Linked DNA regions of Pan troglodytes: region 1 is linked to region 2. A link is a contact called in public HiChIP or PLAC-seq data. All regions are on one chromosome and are shown on one strand. The core of a region is the stretch at or near the end of the contact, and the rest is flanking DNA. Distances in the headings are between cores, read along the strand shown. Region 1 holds the start of NAV3 (neuron navigator 3). Region 2 holds the start of E2F7 (E2F transcription factor 7).

Region 1 (2,807 bases), core at 216-2,715, 250 kb after region 2:
CCTAACAAGAAATGTGGTCACTTTCCTGAAGGAAATGGGGATATATATAAAGATTTTATATAAGACTCATAATATTTATTTGGAAGGCTTGCTCTGCAAGCAAGATGGAAGAGCAACATGAAGGAAGCGTGGTGGAGGTGAGAGGACTGGAGGTTAAGTTGGTAGGGAGATACAGGAAAGAAGCTTAAGACACTTGAGTTAAAATGTAGCATCCTTCCTATGTGTAGGGCTCATAAAAATGTATAGTCTAAGATAGAACACAGAATACTCTATGAATCCTGCCCACAAGGTGTTGGTAATCTAGATTCACTTTTTTTTTCTGATAATGCCATCCATATGTATGGAGCGTCTACTACTGTATGCCAGAGTGACTCTGGAATCGGTTTGGTTGATCTAGACAAGACCATAAGGAGAGTCCCCTTACTACCTCTTCTCCAGGGGAGGGATTCAAGTTGAACTAGTACTTCAGAGACTGTTTAGTAATATAATGCATGAAAGGTGATGGTTAGGACAGAAAAATAAATGGATTGCATCGTAATTCCTCAGGTTCTCCAAATATGTGGTGGTCTCAAACCATGTGAATTGGTCTGCACATCCTGTTTGGGTTGCGTGTCAGCAGTTGAGATCTGAGCCTTATTTGTAACAGTGAAACGGTGAGAGACCTGCCCACTGAAAGCTGTTTTTCAGCTAGGAATAGAAAAGGGCCAGGCTAGACTCCTCTTTCTGCTGGATCTTGCTTCTTCTCAGCAACAGAAGTAGACCTGCCTTCCTAGCTGTAGAGAAAAGGTGCCAGTAGGCGGGCAGGTGAGCCTGTGGATAATCCTGGAGTAAAGGTTCAATAGACCTTCAAGTCTATCCTACAGGATTCGGAGTGAGGGGAGAGAAAAGGAGACGCTTCTTTGGCTGAGAGAGGAAGAGAAAAAAAAATCCCAGATATTTGACAGCTATATCTTCCCATCACCACCTTCCTCTAAACCCATGCCTCTCTGCTTCGTAGGACATAAAATGAAGAGTGACCCACCCCCCAGCCCATCCCCCGTTTGTAGGTGTGCTTTCAATGAAAATAAGTCGGTGTTCATGGACGGAAACTAGAGCAGCTGAAAATAGATGCAAGACTTGTTGAGCATACAAATCATTTCCCCCTTAGTCTCTAAGGGAGGAAAAAAAATCCCTCTTACTCTCCTTGCAGCCTGTGTTCTGCATTCTGGAGAGGAAGCTGAGGCTGGTCCTCAGGCGCTCCTCCCGCCGTTCCCGCAGGAAACTTTTCTCGCAGGGCCCGCTCCGTCCATCCCGCGCGGTTCCAAGACGGTGGGCCTCCCGTGGGCTCCTCTCCTGGGCAAGGGCCCAGACCCCGCGACGCGCCTGTCTCTTTAAATTCCAGCTGCGCGGCTGGGAAACAGCGCCACTCGCCGCCCAGGCCGGCTGGAGGCTGAGAGCGAGCTCGCGCTTTCGCTCCCGGCTGCGCGCCGCGGAGAGCTCGGCTCGGCCCGCGGGCTGCTAGGTGGCGGCGGCGCGGGGCGGGGAGGCGCGGCCCGGCCGAGGAGGGAAGAAAGAGCGAGCCGGGCCGGGAGAGGCGCCGCGCCCGGTCCCGCGCCCGGTCCCGCACCCGCTCTCAGCGGCCCGAGCAGTTTCTTTCTGGGTGACAAGGATGTGCCTCGGTTGGTTTTTCTTTTTTTTCTCCATCTCCTTAAGACGATTTCCATAGTAACCTGATCAAGTGGCTCAAAATCGCAAACCTGAGGATTTCCGCGGCCCGCCGGCAAGACCTCGGCCAGGTAACGCTGCGATCTCCTCCTCTTCCATTGCAAACCGCTGCGCTCCTTGCAAAGTTCCTTTTGTGGAAAATCGCCCAGCCCAACGGAGCCCGGGGTATTTGCAACAGCGTGTTCGTTTCCAGGTGCCTGTCACGGGTCTCCTCCCTGCTGCTTCTCCAGGACCCATGATGAGATTATTTTTAAAAATTGTTTTTGGTCGTCTCCCCCGCCCCCTCCCCTTCTTTATTTTTTTCCTCTTCGCTGCACTCTTCTCGGCTTTTCCCCTGACACTACTGATGGGGGTGCGGGGGGACGTCGGGGATGGGGGTGGCCAGCGCGGTCCTGGGAGTGGCGGGTTCGGATGGGCTGGCTGCGGTGGGCCACTTTGGGCATCTCGGCGTGGCCTGCGCCGGGGTCACGGGGAGGGCTGTCAGCGCCAGGGCGGAGGAACCCGAGGTCTCCAGACGAGTGAGGGAGGGATGCAGGCTTGGGGGTGATGGAGCGCTTGGCTGGTGGCTGGTGAGCGTCCATACATCATAGCTATCCTTCCCACTCCCCCGCCCCTCTTCGGGATTCTCTCTTTCTCTTTCCCCGTCCTCATTTCTTTCTTCCTTTACTCACCACTCGCTTCATTCTCTTCCTTCCATTTCCTCTTTTTTTCTCCCCTCATTTCCTTTTTTTCCTTTCCCTTTTAAAGAAAGGGGAATCGTGTGTAACCCTTTCGTTCTACCAACGTGGAATAGCTGTGAAACCTGCAGCGTGGTCACCTCAACCTGGTCGTTTTCAGACCCGTCCTCATCCATCAACATATTTGTTTCCCGAGTCTATTGATCTCCCTGAATTCCACAGAAATGCATTCTAAGCTAGGCGCCTGTATGTCAGAATCAGTTCTGCAGCTAGCTTCCGTGCTCCAAGTATGACATGTATTGTAAGGGCTGCATATGTTTTAAACCCACATAAGCCATGGGTATAAATAAATGTAGCTTTGAAAAAAAATCTGGCCTTATTCTAGATAAACTTCCCTCTTAAATTACTGATATACTCTTCTCCCTC
Region 2 (2,700 bases), core at 60-2,559:
CTTATATAAATTGGTTACAACATTACATGTAACCTTGCCTATTTTTCCCACTATATCTGAGAGTAGAATTCCAACAATAATGGTTTGGATGGCTCTAGTTTTAAAAAAGAATGTTTCTATAATGTTTATCAATATTAATTATTATGCTTAAATACAAATACAAATGGCATGTTGGAACACTTAATTGAATTCAACATCACCATCCTTAATATATTAGAAACTAAGGTGTTTATGTTTGCTTACCTTTTGTGCATTTTCCCCATCTTCAACTGCAAAATCTAGTCTGGGCTGCCTGGGGCTGATCAGGTCTTTTAGTGTTAAACAATTTACCTCCATCTGTAATGCACAATTACACTAGAAAATGATTTTGCAATTAGGTATTTTTTCCTCAAACAAAAATATCTACATATGTGTTCCTTGTTTGTCAATATGAAATTCCTCCTTCTCTAAGCACATCCTGGGCATTTCCAGGAGTTGTAGCCACCCTCAACTTTCTAAAACTCACGCGAACAAACTCAAACACCTAAAGTGTGCTTAGTAATACTGAAAATCTGGGAAGAAAAAAATCTACAAAAATAGTAACTCCTTATGAAAAGCTAGATGGCAAAATAAAGTTACCAAGTCGGAAGGGTGTTGGGCAAATCTGTCAGAAAAGTACAGGGTCTCCCAGGTCAGTTAATTTTGGCGCAAAGAACTGAGAGGAATTCGGCTTTGAGGGGTTTTGAATCGGGGGAAGGAAACCCGATCGCTAGACCAAACCCACTCAGCGCTGAGCGCAGCCCCTTCCCAGGCCTCCAAGCAGATCCCCCAAATAAACTTCTCCAATGAAAGCTCCAAGTTGTGGGGAAGGGCAAATCCCCTCTACTGCCGGGCCGGAGTGAGAGCTGCACCCGGCACACCCTCTGCGCACCGGGTTCCCCGGCAGAAACATCTCGAGCCCTCGCCAGCCGGGGGACGTCAGGAGTGGCAGGCTGGCAGCCGGGGCGGGAGTGGGCCCTGTATCCCAATTCCCGCCTCCCCACTGGCGCTGGGGACGCACGCTTACCCCTGCTTTCCTAAGGAGGCTTCCTGCCTCTGCAGGGACCTCCACGGACCCAAGCCGATGAGGGAAGGTGGTGCGGCGATCAGCAGCCGGGCGGCGGCATCGGGAAGGGAGAGCGAGGCGCGCAGATCCCCGCGCCGAGTGCCCTGGGCTGGCGGGGACCCCGTGGCGTCCGGGCAGCGCCAGCGCTCAGACCGGCCGAGCGCAACTCCAGCCTGGATCGTAGTCCCCGCTAAAACACCTCCTCTGGCGCCTTGAGACCGAATTTGAGAATCCACCAATCAGCGGCGGCCGGCGGGGCGGCCCCGGCCAATCGTGCGGCGGCACGGCCCGGGCTCACCGCCCCTCGGAGTCTTGGCGCTCCGAGCCGCGCGTTTTGCCCTCACCCGCCCAATTGTTGCCGCCTCGGCCCCCTCCCCCTTCCGGGTACCTGGAAACCTCGGGCCCGGGAGCCAATTCCTGCTGGGGACGCGGGCCCCGGCGGCCGCGGGAAGCCAAGGTGGGGGCGGCGCGGGGCGGCGGGAGAAGGAAGAGGAGGAGGAGGAGGGCTCTTTTGTTATGCATAGAAGACCCGCGCACGTCCCCGCGGCTTGCCGCGCCCGGGGACCCCGGGCACAGCCAGAGGAGAGGAAAGCAGATGGGGTTTGGAAGAACGATCTACACCCTCTGGATGCTGCTGCCGCCATCCCCGCCCGCCCTCAGCAACCTGTGCGGAAGCGGAGTTGTCCAGACTTGCCGGGGCAAACTTCTTAACATCGCACGCTGGTGTGACACATGGTTACCGCTCTGCTGCGAGCAGATGGCACGCCAGTTAGCCCTGGAGACAAGACTGGAAGCCAAACCAGAAGTTTTTCTAACTTTTGTTTGTTTGTTTGTTTTGTGTGTGTGGCAAATCCGGAAATGTTTTTTGGTGTTCCCTTTTCAGCAAATTGCAAATAATTAGGAGGGAAAAAGCTTTATATAAAAAAGTAGTTCTTTGCAATAGGGACTAGCATTCTGGGAGACAGTCTAGAAAATTTCCTCAACACCACTGATCTGTATTAAATGTTTCACTTCTTTCATCCTACAGTTTCTTGTTTAAAATATGAATGTTGGTAGAGATAGACTTTTTACAAAATAGACTTTATTGTTTAGAAGTTTTCAATTTACAGAAAAATTGAGATAGTACCAAGAATTCCCATATATTCAGCACCCAATTTCACCCACTATTAACATTTTGTGTTAGTATAGAATATTTTTTTAAATTAATGATCTAATATTGGTACATTCTTCTGAGCTCAAGTCATTACTTTATTCAGATTTACTTAATTTTTTCCTAATGGCCCTTTTTTCTGTTCAGGATACCACATTACCTTTAGTTCCTATGTCTCTAGGCTCCTCTTGGCTATGACAGTTTCTCATACTTTCCTCATTTTTGATACCTGGACATTTTTGAGTAGTATTGGTCAAGTATTTTGTAAGATATCCCTCAAATGAAATGTGAGACAGCCTTCTTAAAGCATCAGACATTCTTAAATGTACAGACATGTCCCTACCCCCCATATACTTTACAGCAAAGGTGTCATTTTCCTTTCTATACCAAGACTCCATTCTTCACCACTTACCCTCCAAATATTTTTATTTTATTTTATTTTTGGAGACGGAGTCTTGCACTGTCA

What was found. HiChIP or PLAC-seq counts read pairs in DNA pulled down with a chosen protein or histone mark.
Region 1: a contact with region 2 is called in an H3K4me3 HiChIP or PLAC-seq map of stem cell-derived excitatory neurons, with 5 times the contacts expected there. The contact joins the promoter of NAV3 here to the promoter of E2F7 in region 2. A contact is called at or near these places in 1 of 7 Hi-C or Micro-C datasets (stem cell-derived neural progenitor cells) and 1 of 1 datasets of contacts at active chromatin or transcription factors (stem cell-derived excitatory neurons).

Annotation. Positions count from the first base shown.
Region 1 is chr10:84,096,431-84,099,237 of NHGRI_mPanTro3-v2.0_pri, forward strand. NAV3 (neuron navigator 3) reads left to right here and starts at 1,466. Exons shown (of 40, transcript XM_016923897.4): 1 at 1,466-1,775.
Region 2 is chr10:83,844,021-83,846,720 of NHGRI_mPanTro3-v2.0_pri, forward strand. It overlaps E2F7 (E2F transcription factor 7), which reads right to left and starts at 1,310. Exons shown (of 13, transcript XM_001161983.7): 1 at 1,046-1,310; 2 at 244-336. The coding sequence starts at 336.